Regions from separate parts of the Rattus norvegicus genome. Here all the other regions are linked to region 1. A link is a contact called in public Hi-C data. All regions are on one chromosome and are shown on one strand. Each heading gives the region's core, a stretch centred on a gene start, on an enhancer-like site or on the middle of the called end of the contact. The rest is flanking DNA. Distances are from core to core; before and after follow the strand shown.

Region 1 (4,965 bases), core at 722-3,221:
CAGCTCAGTTTGGCCAAGCAGGAACAAAGCGAGTGACCCAGTAATTATCAACATGAAGGAAAGTCTTGTGTCTTCTCTTCAAAACAAGATTATCGTTGCTGAGCTAGGCTCTGACAGGAAGCAGAGTGAGAAGAGGCAGCTTGTTGATTCCCTGGGCTCCCATGCCTCTGGTTTAGACCTGGCGGCCAGGTTCTAACAGGATCTACTGGAAGGTCCCAGCCAAGGAGGGAGGATGAAACATTTGACTGGGAACAGAGGTGGGCCCCAAGCCAAGGACGTGGCTCTATAGCTTTGCCTCAGAAATCCCAGGAGAGCACATTCAGCAAGATGAGCTGCAAAGCTGCTTCCCTTCTCACCTTCCTGTGCACTTCCCCTCCATTACCTCCACCAGCATCCTGTCCCTTAGTGAGGCTTTCCTCTGGCAGGAACTCAGCCAGGGGCCAGTCTGGAAAATCTGACCGTTTCAGGAAACCGGACGCTGTTCCCAGGAACAGAGCCCTAAAGACACCAAACAGTATTGTCTGCTAGGCACCGAGGCAGAAGACTCTTATTTGAGTGAGATTACTGCTTAAAAATAGTTGCACTTTGCCTTCCTCTCCCCAGCAAACAAGTTGCTGGGAATCTCCTCCATCTAGGCTTCCTGAGTCAGAGCCCGGGAAGGGAGGAAGTTCTGGCATCGCTGTGGCTGGATAACCCTTTCATGGTATGGGTGGGTATCCCTGTGACAATCTTCTTACCAGACACCTAGCTGTCTAAGGTCCCAGAGGACTGGGGTCGATCCGATGGCAATGGCATTCCCATGTGCCGTAGTCTGCTCTGGCCTGTCATAGGTTTCTGAGAGGTCTGATCAGGACAGAGTAGTGGAACAAACACAACTGTGTGACGGACTTGAAGGCTGAAGGAGGTGGGACAACGAAGTTTCACACCCGAGAAACTTTAAGCAACAGAAAATGTACTGGGGGCTTGAATTCCCAAATTGAGAGCAGGGGACTTGGCTCCCTCTAAGAGCACTGAGAATTTGGATCTGTTGAAAATGGCTCCCCGGACTTTTGATGTCTTGTTGATCCTTGGTTTGTAGGGGCACCACTCCGGTCCTCCAGTGCCACACCGACTTTGCCTTGTGGCCATCATATACTATGGATGGACTGTGTGGAAGTGGTGGCTCTTTTCTGTCCGTCTGCTTCTCCAATGGTAAGAAGAGGTTCTATTATCCCAAGGCAGGCTTTTTTGTGATATCACAAAAATGACTATTCTGTGGCTTCATAATAGATCTTTGAGGACCATTCCAATACTGGTATTCTATGATTTTATAGTAGGAAGTTAAATCGCGAAGGACTGGGTGTGGTGGCACAGACCTTTAGCACTCAGGAGGCAGAGGCAGGTCGATCTCTGTGAGTTCGAAACTAGCTTGGTCTGCATAGAAAGACCTGTCTCAAATAAAAAAAGAAAGAAAAGAAAAGAAAAGAAAAGGAAAAAGAAGATGATTACAAAGATTAAATAGAAACGGGAGCTATATCGTTCAGTCAGCTAACATCTCTTATCTTTGTGGAGTGAGTCACCCGTGAGCCTCAGTTTTCTGTCATAAGACAGAAATAGCAACAAGGTTTCATACGGCGATGGGAGAGTGCTAGGAAGTAGATCTCTAAGGCAGACAGCGGGTCTCTCACTGACACGATTGCTGGGTCAGGACTCAGCTGACCTAACACAGAGGAGGGGCGGGGCGGGCGGGCGGGCGGGAAGGGGCGGGGCAAGAAGGCCGGCTTTGTTCTCGCCCCGCCCCGCTCTAGATATCGCGAGAGGGCGGGCCGGGCTTGGCTTTGGCATCCGCGTCGCTCCCGCGCTGGGCCACTAGGCCGGCCTCCTCCGCGGGCCGCGGGCTGCTTTGCCGGCGGCGAAGGGCCGCCAGCCGCGCGGCGTCAGCTGTGGCGTTGCGGTCATTGTGTCGTGCGGGAGACGCTGGTAGTGGTTTCCGCGACAGCAGGTGCGACTGCTTTAGCCCGGCCTGGGCTCCACGGCTGCCTGGAGGGTCTCTGCAGTGCCCACCCCTTCTCCTCCGGGACCCCACGCCAGCAGCGACCCTGAGCCAGCAGCCGGAGCGACCGGCAATGGCGGCCTCGACGGCCTCGCACCGGCCCATCAAGGGAATCCTGAAGAACAAGACCTCTACGACTTCCTCGGTGGTGGCCTCGGCCGAACAGCCCCGCCGGACCGTCGAAGAGGAGCTGAGGTGAGAGCCGGGAGGCCGGCCTGGAAGCCTCGCCTTCCCGGCTGACAGGCGGCTACGGGGAGCCGGCCTTAGCCTTGCCCCTCCGGCCGCGGGGTGGAGTGGGACCGGAGCCGCCAGAGGCGGTGGCGTTTGTCTCGTTTATTTTCTAAGTACACGCACATTTTAAGCCTGGCTTTTGAACTTCGTGTCCTTCGGAACGCTAAGGAATCAGATTGAAGTTTCAAAGCTTTAACTGTTAAGCTTTTATTATGCCCCTAGCCTAAGCCAAGGTAGCTAAAATTCTAAGGCAAAGGAGTTTCTTTTTTGCCCTTCAATTTCAATCTAGGTTCAGGCTAATGAGATCAACACTTTAAAAAAAACAACCAGAAGCACAAACACATTTATTTCTCCATTAAGCACTTTACTGCGTTCGTCTCTCAGTTCCTGGTCTGTCATTATCTCTGCACTAAATGAAACCAAAATTTTAAAATCAGTCATCTGCATTTAATGGAAAGTTACTGTTGCTAAATATTTTTGTACCTGGAGCTAGAGGTTTGGGTGCTTTCTATCTAGTTTTGGGTCCTGTTTTGCATATCTAAACGCAGTTCTTCAGAGAGAAGCAACTTGAGATATTGACGTAAAGCATTGTGTGTATTAGTAAATACCTGGAAACCGCCCAAGGTCCATTAGTGAGAACTGGTGAAATATTAATTATGGTACATTTGTATAATGGAAAGATATTCCAGCCTGAAAAAACAGAGAGGTGTTCTGGCTACAGAGAAAACTACCCAGGCTTCAGTGCTCAATGAAAATAGTGTGACAGTAGTACAGCGTCTAGGGTATAACTAATTATACCACCGGGTCAGACTCTAAGGGGGCCTCGAATAGTCTAAGTTACTAAAATTATAATAGGAACTCTTGCATTCAGAAACAAGGCTTAAGAAAGATTACTGAAGTCCGTGGAGGTAGCAGTGAGAATGCTGTGAAGTCTTAGACTTTTAGAAGTAGGGCACTCCTATATTAAGGATCTAATTTGGAATTTTTAGAGTAACTAGCTGGAAACAATTTTATGGGAAATTTGGAGAAAACCCCTTTTGTGGATTCAACTTAGAATTGTGTCCCGCAGAGACAGGGAAAGGATTTAGCATTGTCCAGCAACACCACCTCCCCCCATTCTTTGAGTTTGAAGAGAACTGCGTGCCTTCATAGTTTTCCAAGCTGTACTTGGAATAAGCTGCTTTAAAGTGCTTTGACAGGTTGTGGGTCATGGGAAAACTGAATGCCACAGCATAGTAGCAGGAAGTCCAGAAGGCACTCGCTCACCACAGCTTGACTGTCAAGCAGCAGGATAGGTCCTCATTGACTTGTCCAACTATCAAATATCTCAGTTCTCAGCACCCTTAACTCACATCCTCAGATTTGATGCTCTATGATCTAGAGCACTGTTCTATCAGTTAGATCTCTGACTCCCATGCTTGCCCAAGATTTACCCCCCACCCCCCATACCACTAAATGAGACTGACTCCACTAGATAAATTGCTCCTTCTGAAAGAGTTCCTGGCAGGACAGATTCACTTAAAAAGGATTTTATAAGCTAGTTGACCGACTGCCTTGACTGTAGTTGTAGCCCAAGTTCAGCAGGCCCCATCAAACATAGTTCATTGAAGTTCATGATGTGTGTATGGTCCCAACTGGTAAAAGATAAGCTTTTCCATAATCAACTATTGAAAAATGGTAAAACAAAGAAATTATAGCAATAAAACTACATTATTGTATACATATAGTTGCATATACAAGTCCTCGGGTTTGATCCTCAACATGGAAAGGGAAGGGAAAGGAAGACACACACTGTATAAAGTATGTGATGTTCATGTATCAAAAGGTCAATGAAACTCATCCTTTTGTACAAGGAGTTCCGGAATGTATGTTAATAGTTATAACAGAAAAGTCAAAGAACACTTTTAATAATGTGAGAGCCAAAAACAGCAAGCAGGGCCTCGCCATGTTTGGCCCCAGCTGGCAACATGTTCCCTGCGGACAGTTAAAAATTCTCCTACCCCCTGATGTCTTTGAGCATCCACTAAACTCCCTTCAGTAATGATGTTAAGATTATAGAAGGATTCCAATAAGGAAATTCCCAAATAGAAAACCTGTAAATAGGATTTATCTATACAATGTAGTTGCTTCTTTGTTCTCTCTCTCCTGCCTGCTCTTACTGGAGATACTGTCTGTAGTGATTATTTACAGAGAGCTTTCTAAAGGAAAAATTGAAACACTTCCAATCTATCTTCATAGTTCATACTTTCATGCATACTGTTGGTTGTAGTACTTAAACCTGAACGGAGGAGCTGAGGAAGATGGCTCAGAATTCGGTAAAGCACTTGCTGGCCATGTGTGAGGACCTAGGTTTAAATAGAGAACCCATGTAAAACCAGAGGATAGCGTGCACATCTGTAATCCCAGTGGTTACACAGGGTGATGGGAGGCAGAGACAGGAGAATCCTTGAATCCACAGAAGCTTGAGCTTCAGCTCGCCCAGCACATCTGGAAAAAGATAGGATGCAGTCTCAAACAAGGAAGGCAAGGACTTACACCTAGGGTGGTTCTTCCCCACAACCCCATACACACAGGTACAAATTATTTGGAGATGTGTTTGTTTTTAGTGATTTATTGCATTAAAAAATATCTTACTATATAACCCAGGATACCCTTGAAATTGCAGTTCCCCCACCTTGACCTCTAGAGATAAAAAGAAGCAG
Region 2 (4,965 bases), core at 1,497-3,996, 190 kb after region 1:
TCTTAAATGTATAGGTTTTCTCTACATTAAACAATTGTCTGTGTGCAGTTGCTGAACAGCCAGGTCTTCTTGTTTTTGAGACATGGTCTTACGCTAGCCTTGGCAGGCCTGGAACTTGTTGTACAGACCAGCCCGGCCTTGAAATCAGAGATCTGCCCGCCTCTGAATATCATCACTTTAAGGATGGCACTGTGCTTGCTTAAGCAGCTCACTGGTGATTACTTCATAGCAATCTTTTTGCTCTCAGAGGTCGAGCTCCAAGAGATGGAGCTTCAGGAGCCAGGACCTTAGTCACACAGGCCATAGGTAGCTTAAGCTGCCAGCTCGCTCTGAGCTGAGCACGGTGCTGCTTCAGCTTGCCAAGTTGCTGTGATCTCAGGCTCCCACGTTTTTATCTGTTAGGGCTAAGTATTTTGGTATATTGTTATTTCTTCAGGACAAGGATAAATTCTTAGACGTGAAATGCTGGTTTGATAGGTAAGAATTCTGAAGCTTTCTCAGTGGATCAGATGCTGTGTTCAGTATTGGAAATATTTTTGATGAAAAAAAAAATAGAAAATATCCACCGTTCTCTTGGAGTCTATTCAACAAGGAAACACGGACTAGGTGGTATATAGGCGGATGTCATAGAATCACTAGGGATGGTTCAAGCCCCCACACTATATGGGAAGGAGTTTAGAGGTCATGAGCCATGGTCTGAAGTAGATACGGAAAGCATGCCACAGGAAAAAAACCTGATACCTGGTCAGGAATGATATACTTTGGCCAAAGTTAAACTTATTCCTAAATGGTACACATCAGGATTTTGTCTACATAGCCATATTGTGATACACCCAAGTATGTGGATTTTAAGCTGAGAAAAGGTCACCTACCCGCACCTGAGTTTTCACTTGCTGATTTCCCCGTGAGAATACATGCCAGACAAGAGCAGGGCCTCTCTTTCTTCACTATGTCCTGGGTATCCTTGTGCTTGGGATCAGTAGGTGCTCCTGGTCAGCTTAGTACTCAGGGGCTGCCACGAACCCACCGCTGCAGTTTCCGTAGTGGTATACTTAAGCCACAACATTAAATTTCCCCACGGGCAGCGAATAAGGCAAGGTAAGCTACAACTTAGGGTTAAATTCTGGAAATAAAAATGCTGGTTTGGTCGAGGTTTATTCTTTATATCAGGCATCAGGCAGATTATTTTGAGAATTATTTGAGTATTTTCTTGACCTTGGTTTAAGTTGCTTTATTTCTTTGGCATGAATTAAAGGGCTAAATGTCTGAAAATAAGTCATTAGTTGAAAAATTGTTGAATAATGAGAGAGAGAGAGAGAGAAACAGAGACAGATCACTTGATCGATGTTATGGGTGGGGACTAAAAGGTACAAGTTGCAGAATTATTTAGAGATTTGGGGTAGTATTTATAAACACCTCAGAAAAGTTGCGGTTACTAATTTTTTTTTATAGCTATTGGATATTTACACTTATTTTGGTAAGTTTAATGTCTCCTGGATTTAAGTTATTCAATGTCAGGCACCTTATTGTCTTTCCTATCTGCGATGGTGATGTTGCCTTTCTTTTACATCTGGGCATAATTGTTCTCAGAGTAAGCACGTAACCACTGGGTGTGTAATAGTTGGCAGCGGTAGAGCTGGCCTGGACTTCCTGTCCCATGTGTCCATGGAAAATACAACTCAGAACTTGAATTACTCACTGAATATGAGTTGTGCTTTGGAAATCACATGCTTTGGCCTGTTGCAAATATCTGCATATCATGGAATTGTAAGGATCAGATGACTTTACCAACTGTGATCATTCTGCCCTCTTGGGGTCCCCCTGCCGGTGGTGAGTAGTATGTGTTGAACCCGCCGGGCCTGTTTCAGAGGTTGGCTGCTTTTCAGATTTGTTGTTCCCGTGGAAAAGGACAGAGTTGGAAGCACGTGATGCTGGGGCAGGTGAATGCCATCCTCGGGGGCAAGGCTAGCCCGTTGTATACTCGGGAACATTTGAGCATTCTTACCTCCACCGCTTTGAAGCATGCAGACCAATTTCCTTCAGAACTTTTGTTATATCGCCAAGTCTTAAAAACCTGAAGTTAATGAATTTTTGTCTGCCTGGCATTGTTGACTGATGATGGTTAAATGGCTGCAGGCTAGTGCTTTGTTAAGTCACTTCAGTATGCCCCAGTTAAGATTTTTCAAAACTTTCTGGGACATCTCATGTTTTCCCTCAAGTCTTGCAAGCCAATTAAACAATTTTGGTGTTTCTTGGGAGCTCTCTGCAGGGACTACAGTTTTGGACAGTAAAGTCCCCCTGCTGGCCATGGATATTCTCCGGGTTATCCCAGAGGTGTGAAGGGAGATGGGGAAAGCCATTTTCATTTGGGGTGTTAATAAACCTATGTGTGAAACAAGAAGGACCTTCTGGTTTAAATGTTTCAACTCTAGGTAGTTTCCTAACTAGTGGAGAGGGAGGGAGAAGGTCAGGGAGAAGGAGAGGAAGAGGGAGGAGAGAGAGAAGACAAATGTGGAGACAGAAAAGGTAGCTTTATCTACATAAGTCTTATATTGAAGCGTTTGTTATTTCAAGACCAAGATTCCCCCTCTAGCAGGCCGACCCAGTCTAGGGTCTGGTGTCAGCCTCTCAAGTCTGGCAGCCAAAATCTGCAAAGGAGAGCTGGCGTCTAACCCGTCGGAACCTAGGACCTAGCGGCTGCGATGGCCCCGCCCTTTAGGTGTCCACGGTCACGATTGGCTCCCGGCAGCGCGGTCCCGCCCCCGCTATGGCCGCCGCCCGCTGCCGGGCTCCGGGCCCTGGAGTGCTGCTTTGAGTGGGCCCGGCTGCTGGGCCGCCGGCTCCGGCGCATGGACCTCCTCCGAGGCGGGGCCGCGTGCGCTCGGGCCATGGCGCGCCTGGGCGCGGTGCGCTCGCACTACTGCGCACTGCTGCTGGCCGCGGCGCTGGCAGTGTGCGCCTTCTACTACCTGGGCTCGGGCCGGGAGACCTTCTCCAGCGCCACCAAGAGGCTGAAGGAGGCCCGCGCCGGGGCCGCCGCGCCCACGCCGCCCGTGCCCGAGCTGGCCCGGGGCTCCGCGGCGCCGGCCTCCGGTGCCAAGGCCAAGAACCTGGAGGGCGGCTTGGCGGTCCCGGTGGACTACCACCTGCTCATGATGTTCACCAAGGCGGAGCACAACGCGGCGCTGCAGGCCAAGGCTCGAGTGGCGCTGCGCTCCCTGCTGCGCCTCGCCAAGTTCGAGCCGCACGAGGTGCTTAACCTCCACTTCGTGAGCGAAGAGGCCAGCCGCGAGGTGGCCAAGGCCCTGCTGCGGGAGCTCCTGCCGCCCGCCGCCGGTTTCAAGTGCAAGGTGAGAGGTGGATGGCCCACGTCTGTTCTCTGAGCTGTCACTGGTAGCTCCAGTGAGCGGTGTTCGATTCCTGTGCCTGTAGCCTGTCTAATATCCTCTACCCTGTCCTGCACATGCTTGTCCAGCGTCCTGGAGATCTGGTCTGGGGGCGTGTCCTAGAGTCAGACTAACTGGGATGGATCGGCAGCGTTAACTAGTCCCTCTCCCGCTTCATCCGGCACCGTTTCCTGAAAGATCAGCCCGCCCTATTTTGCTAGTTTCCCAGAGTTCATTCATAAGAAGTGCCTTTACAGTCTACACTCCTCATATTCTTTGACTTCTGAGAATGGAATTGTCCCTTTTGAAGGCACACAATAGTCATCACTCTGAGCTGTCTTCTAGTCAGGATCTTGGGGAGGCCTCTAGAAGTATCAGGGTTAAACTGGAATTCCTCAGTAGTATTCTGGGGGCGGGGGGGGGGGAGGATCTCATGTCCTCTCTGTGTCCTTTTCCCTCTTGCCCTTAAGAACGTGAACCAGTTAGATAAGCCACAAGTTCCTCCTCCAGAGGAAAAGCTCCAAGGGATACAGATTTGAACCCACCAGCCTGACTTCCCAGCAGCTCCCACCTCTTCTGGCCTCTGATTTATCACCTGCCTCTGTTTGTCCAGGATTGGGTTCTTGACCTACGAGCTTGTTACTCTCATCAACTTGCTTGCCCTATCTATTTTGATGCATTGGTTGTCCGGAGGGGGTTCAGAGTCTGATTATTGGGAAAGAGGGGCCGATGGTCTTTAAGGATGGAATCTGATGTTGGTGGAAGATATTGAATCAAGAGCAGAATTCCTTGTCCCTGTACCTAGCTTGGTGCCAGGGACCATGCTGTGTTCAGGGGTCCAAGGCAGTTTTGTGTTGACTAGAGTGATGTCCCTGTTGCTTGGTAGAGCTCTTCCTTGACTCTCCTTCCTGGACTCATGGCTATGCCCTCAGTTTCTTTTGTTTTTTGGGCTTGCTATCCAGACCACACTGGCCTTGACCAGTCTTTTTCTGCCTTTGTCTCCGAGTGTTGGATCACAGGTATGCATAGCCCTGATTGGATTGACTATTATTATTATTTTAAAAGGATCTCACTCTGTAGTCTAAACTAACCTGGGAACTCATTGTGTAGCTCAGGCTGGCTTCGAACTTGTGCCAGCGCTCCTGAGTGCTCCACTCTTTGTGCGCCACCACACCTGGCTCCCAGACTATATCGAGTACGTCCTTATGTTCGGGAACCTTCCAAGCCTGACCCACCGTAGCCTGAAGGACCTTTCCATTCCTGCTCCCCTCATAGCACTGAAGATAGGACAACCGCTATGGTCAGGAAAGGGTACCTGGACTGGAATTTCACCCTGTAGGATCTAGAAGTGTCTTTCACCAGGGGTTTGTTCCAGAGCCTATCCTGCTTTGCTTATCTGCAGTCTCCAGAGGTAACTCAGCCTGTCCCTGTTTGATCCCAGCATTCTAACATTGGAGAAACCTTACTATTCCAGGGAGAAGACATAGGGCCAGTCTAGGCAGGTCTTGGGTTTCACCAGGTCACCTTGAAGACCAGCATGCTCTGCTGCAGCAGGGAGAGCAGCTGGGGCCTGCTCTGC
Region 3 (4,965 bases), core at 743-3,242, 130 kb before region 1:
ATCTGATCCCATTACAGATGGTTGTAAGCCACCGTGTGATCAGTGCCCTTAACCACTGAGCCATCTCGGTAGTCCCAGGCTACCTTTTCTAATTGCCTACATCAAAAACTCAGTCTCTCAACAGAGACTGTAATCCCAGCTACACAGGAAGTTGAGGCAGGCAGTTAAAGCCTTCCTTGGCTCTAAATCCAAGGTCAGCCTAGGTAACTTAGTGGAACATCGACCCAAAATAATAAAAATCAGGTTGAGGATATAACTCAGTGGCAAGAACTTATCATTTATGACGCCTTAGTTTCAACCCTTCTCATAGTAAAAACAAACAAAAAACCCCAGGCTCCTCCTCTTTCCCCAGGCTCCTCCTCTTTCCCCAGCCTCCCTTTGGATCTCTGTAATTACAGTCACCCAGGCGGTGTATATTGGAATTCAAAACTATTCACGAGCCCTAACCATCAGCCCCACATACACTCTGAGCACCCCACCAATAGGACTCACTGACATCTAGGTTTCCTCTATGGATGTATTGTTGAACGTTACATAAATGTCTCCGTTCAGCTTCCTGGCCTGTTAGGGTGTCTATACCCAGTGTTTCAGGAACAATCTGATGTCGAAAGACAGGCATCTGCTGCGTCACAAAATACCCTGGCAAGAGGAAGCCTCTGCAACTCCAAGTGAGAACCTCTGGGCTAGACAGTGACTCTGCACCTGCTGACTATGGGCCGACTTTGGCTCACTGGCTGGAAAAACATGCGATGGATGATATGCCGCCGCCTCCTGGAAGGAGCAGCCACAGGGTTAGGGGAAAGGACGTCGGAGCCCCACCCAGATGCGCGAACACACGCAAACCTGGCGCCCTCCAGCAGGCAAGGGGTAGGATGGAATCGCACTGGCGCCTCCTACTCCACGCCGCGCCAGACGTCGCTGTAGACCGCGCAGCCAATCCCAGCGCTGCGGTCCCATCCAACCGGCAAGAGGGCGGGGACCAAGGGGGCTCGGCCCAGACAGAGCTCCCATTGGCTGAGGCGACACCACCTAGACAAAGCCGCACTGTCCTCCAGCCGTTGCACTGGGGTGACTGCCGGCCTGGCGCTGCCAAGGCCCCCGCCACTCGGGCATCCCCAGACGACCCCCGCGGCGCCGCCACCAAGCCCGGACCTTCTCTTCTTCCCCCAGCACCGAGGCCCACCCAGTCTCCACCAACCCTGGCTCTGCTCATGCTCACGCGACTGGACTCGTGGCCTCACCGCTGTCCAGCATCCTTTCCGAGCACAGCAGACGCGGAGGAGGCGCTGCCAAAACCCCTACAACAGAGCCTAGTGGAGGCCACGGGAGGAGGGGGACCGACGTAGAGCAAGGTCGGGAGATGGGTCGGGACCGCGCAGTGCCTTCCAAGGGGCTGCTTGAGTGGCTTCGACCCAGGCTCGGCCTTGGACTACGAAGTGACCTTGGGCCAGTTCCCTCCACTCCTGGGTCCTCGGTTCCCTTCTGTAAAATCGCGCCAGCAGTGAACGAGGAGTGCCGAAGGTTTCGCCTGGAGCCACGCCGCCGCGTGATCAACCCTGGGCCTCCCGTGGTGATTATAAAGGACCTTGTTCCTGGAGGCGTGCACGGAGGAAGCGGGAGGCCATCAGAGGGTGACGGGTGCAGACCACCTGGGATATCAATCGGTCCATCTCTGCTTCCTCTTCGGCCGCAGGGCTGCCTAGAGGACACGATGTCCCTTCCCCACCCGCCTTCCAAGGAGCCGGCTCAGTAGCCGCGCCGGTCTAACCCAAACCCAGCAGATAGCGCTGGTGTGCAGCACCCGAGCTACCGCGCTGAAGACCCTCTTACCCCACAACGAGCCGGCAGGGGGCTCCGCGGCAAGGGCTGGACCGGTGCGCTCGTCTGACCCCGGAGCTGTGCAGGTGCTCGCGCTTCTGGCTTGGAGTTGGCGCGTTGCCTCTGTTTCTCAAGACCCTCTCCGGACCCCTAAAACTGCGGCCTCCTGCTTCTGACACCCGGATGTGCCTAACACACTCCGGTACGTGCGTTAAGGCTGCGCCGGGCGGGGCCCGACGGCAGACAGCGCGGAGGCGGGGAGTGCTTAGGCGCAGCCTCCTTAGCCCTCCTTATTCCGGCCTGGCTCTGCTCCAGTCAAGGGTGCCCCTAATCTCTAGACGCCCCGGAGGTAAACCTGCTCATGCAGGTCCATCCTGATCCAAGCCTGGTACAGATCCTCGCTGCCGTATGATCTTCGCTTCCTGGGTCCTGGTGGGGAGGCAAAAGGTGCGAGAAGGTTTCAGCCCCCAGCCCACCCCCAAAACCAGGGCGCCCGTGCCGCTCCAGGAAGTGAAGAAACCGTGTGGAGGACAAGACTCCTTCCAGGTCTTTTGAGTGTTTGCTGTCTTTAAAGCTTATCGGAACTAAATGGTTAGTTGATTGACTTTTGAATGTCATTTAACGAAACGACACTTAATTTTTCTCTCCTGAGGGTCTTTTAACATATCGCAGTTTCCCAAGGTTTCACCAATAGAACTATGCGCGTGGTCTGCAGGGGCAGTCAGCCATAAATGAACTCTCCTCAGATCCCACTACCTCGAGACACCTGTTTCCAGGATGAGAAACAGGCTGAAGAACGACACCAGCATCTATTAGCGATGAGCTATGTTTAGACAAATGACGTAAGGACTGCGTAGAAAGGGACTAGACAAATCAACGTCCCGGGGAAGTATGGGGACAATGGGGGATCGAGGCTTTAAGAAAGCTGCCAGCCCTGTCCGTGGATCTTGAGGGCTGAGGCTGCGTGTTCCCTTTTTATGCCCCTCTTCTGGCACTCATAGCGCCGAAGACCGGGAGAATCCTGAAAAGAGAACACGTTGGTTCTCTGAGCCCATTTCACAGACTCAGTTGACTCAGAATGTCGCCCAGTAGATGGCGCTGTGATCCATAGCAATAAATCTCTTTACTGTAAACAGGCAACTATTTTAATCCCTGCACTTACTCGGGAGACAGAGGGAGGCAGACCTCTGAGTTCAAGACTAGTCTGATGTGCAGAGTGAGTTCCGGGGCAGCCAGTGATACACAGAGAAACCCAGTCTCAAAAACCAAAAACAACAATAAATAAATAAACAAGTCATCCAACCCCCCAAACACCCTACAATTATAAAAACCTATAACCATTCGAGTATACGGTGTCACTAGGATACACTTTGAGCATTATGTCGTGCTAGAAGAGTTAATCTTCTCACCTAGGAAAACCATAGATTCTAATTTGGGACTAAGAATTATGTGTAACGACTTATAAAAGACTTTGATAGTTGAACTCTTTGACTTTACCTTAGACAACTCTTGCTTCGCGATCTTTCCAGCCCCAGCTTTGCTGGTGTGACCTGAGAAGCCCCTGCTTCACTTATTCCTCCAGGCTTCAGGGTGTTTCTGTCACAGCTCTCTAGGATGCCTGCAGCAACCCACTGCCCTCTGACACTGGGCGAGCCCACGAGTGTAAAAGAGCCAATGGCACCTGGACTCTCTCTGACCAATACCCCACACACACACTCCTCGAGACACAAATCTGCCACTCGTTACACCCCTCGGCAGTGCTGAGGTGAGTCCAGTGTACTTCCTCAATGACAGTACCCATGGGGTCTGTGGTAGTGAGCAACTCAGCTGCACATGCTTTTGCAGGCCACCCTCCCCAGATGACCACAGCCAGACACCCCTTTGAAATGGTTCCCAATGGTTGACCAGGGGAGTAGCCTGTTTTCTGTAACAGTGAGGACATGCAGAGCAATCCTCATTCCAGAATGTTCAACCACATGCTATCAGACCATATGAGTTTTGAGCCTCGAATACTGGATTCCAGACCACAGGGCAACCCCAAGAGTTGTACCCCCAGACAGATCACAAGGCCACCCTGAGAAGCCTCACCAGGACACTGCCTTCTAGTAAGCAGCCCCCCAAATGCCTTTTATAATATCTGGGGGCCAAGCTACCTCTCCTAAGAACTTATAGAAAGACATGCCTTGGGAAGCAGAGGGACCCAGAAAAGCCAGTGGTTAGCTTCAAAGAGGCATTCTGGTCCTTACTTCAGGCTCTTTCAACCCGGCTAATGAAGAACTGGTTTGTTGGGTTTGAGACTTCATGCCTTCATTTCCCAAATGCCCTGCCCTCGAGGGCATCACTAACAACGCGGAGGCGAGAAGGAAATGGTCACTCCCAGGAGAAAGCCATTGACTGGGTGAGACTCAGGTGTGACTGCATGAGAGTCACAACTGGGACCCAGCCTCAGCTCAGCTCAGCTCAGCTCAGCTCAGCTCAGTTCAGCTCAGCTCATTCTCTCCCTAGTACAGTTCTGCCTGCCAATTTTGGAACTTGAGAAAAGACTTGGCCGTGAATCTGAATACATGAAGTAGAAACCTGTGGGAACCAGGTAATTCTAAGCAAGACGTGTGCCAAGATTCCATCTCCTTCCTGCACCTCTCTGCCCAGACCTGGGGCCAAGCTAGTTAGTACCTGTGCATTTCACTGGAACCGCCAGAGGGCGCTGCTGCAAATAGGCAACGTAGGTTTCGGAGGGAAAAGATCTTTGCCATGCACGGATATGAGATGCATGCATGAGCCAAGTGAGTTGCCAGGACTCCTACTGTAAGTCTTCTGAAAGAGGGACAGAGACGTGCAGTGAGAGTGGGGAGCGGGCCACTCTGGAAGTTTCACAGAAGAATCGGCTTTCTGAAAGAGTCTCAGAAACTGCAACACCCAAGTCTCCCTGTTGAATCCGATCCTCATCACTTCCTAGCTCACCCTCTGTCCAACGCCAGCCCTTAGATAATACATCTTTCTCCTTTCTGCACTCTGGCCCTGAGCGCCTCTGCTCCCTCCTGGTAGTGGAGGGTGCAGCATGTGCTCGGTGCAGACTAAACCATGCCCTCAGCCACCTCCAAGTCCTCTCCAAACCCCAGACCCCAAAGATTTTCTGTTTTGATGCAA

What was found. Hi-C and Micro-C count contacts between places; a contact is called where the count stands out from the background.
Region 2: a contact with region 1 is called in a Hi-C map of Schwann cells, with 2.8 times the contacts expected there. The contact joins the promoter of Xxylt1 here to the promoter of Ppp1r2 in region 1. A contact is called at or near these places in 3 of 12 Hi-C or Micro-C datasets (Schwann cells, frontal cortex and mammary epithelial cells).
Region 3: a contact with region 1 is called in a Hi-C map of kidney, with 2.2 times the contacts expected there. The contact joins the promoter of Bdh1 here to the promoter of Ppp1r2 in region 1. A contact is called at or near these places in 3 of 12 Hi-C or Micro-C datasets (hepatocytes, kidney and mammary epithelial cells).

Annotation. Positions count from the first base shown.
Region 1 is chr11:82,975,663-82,980,627 of GRCr8, forward strand. Ppp1r2 (protein phosphatase 1, regulatory (inhibitor) subunit 2) reads left to right here and starts at 1,972. Exons shown (of 6, transcript NM_138823.3): 1 at 1,972-2,227. The coding sequence starts at 2,106.
Region 2 is chr11:83,160,686-83,165,650 of GRCr8, forward strand. It overlaps Xxylt1 (xyloside xylosyltransferase 1), which reads left to right and starts at 2,747. Exons shown (of 4, transcript XM_344027.10): 1 at 2,747-3,350. The coding sequence starts at 2,850.
Region 3 is chr11:82,840,644-82,845,608 of GRCr8, forward strand. It overlaps Bdh1 (3-hydroxybutyrate dehydrogenase 1), which reads right to left and starts at 1,993. Exons shown (of 7, transcript NM_053995.3): 1 at 1,831-1,993.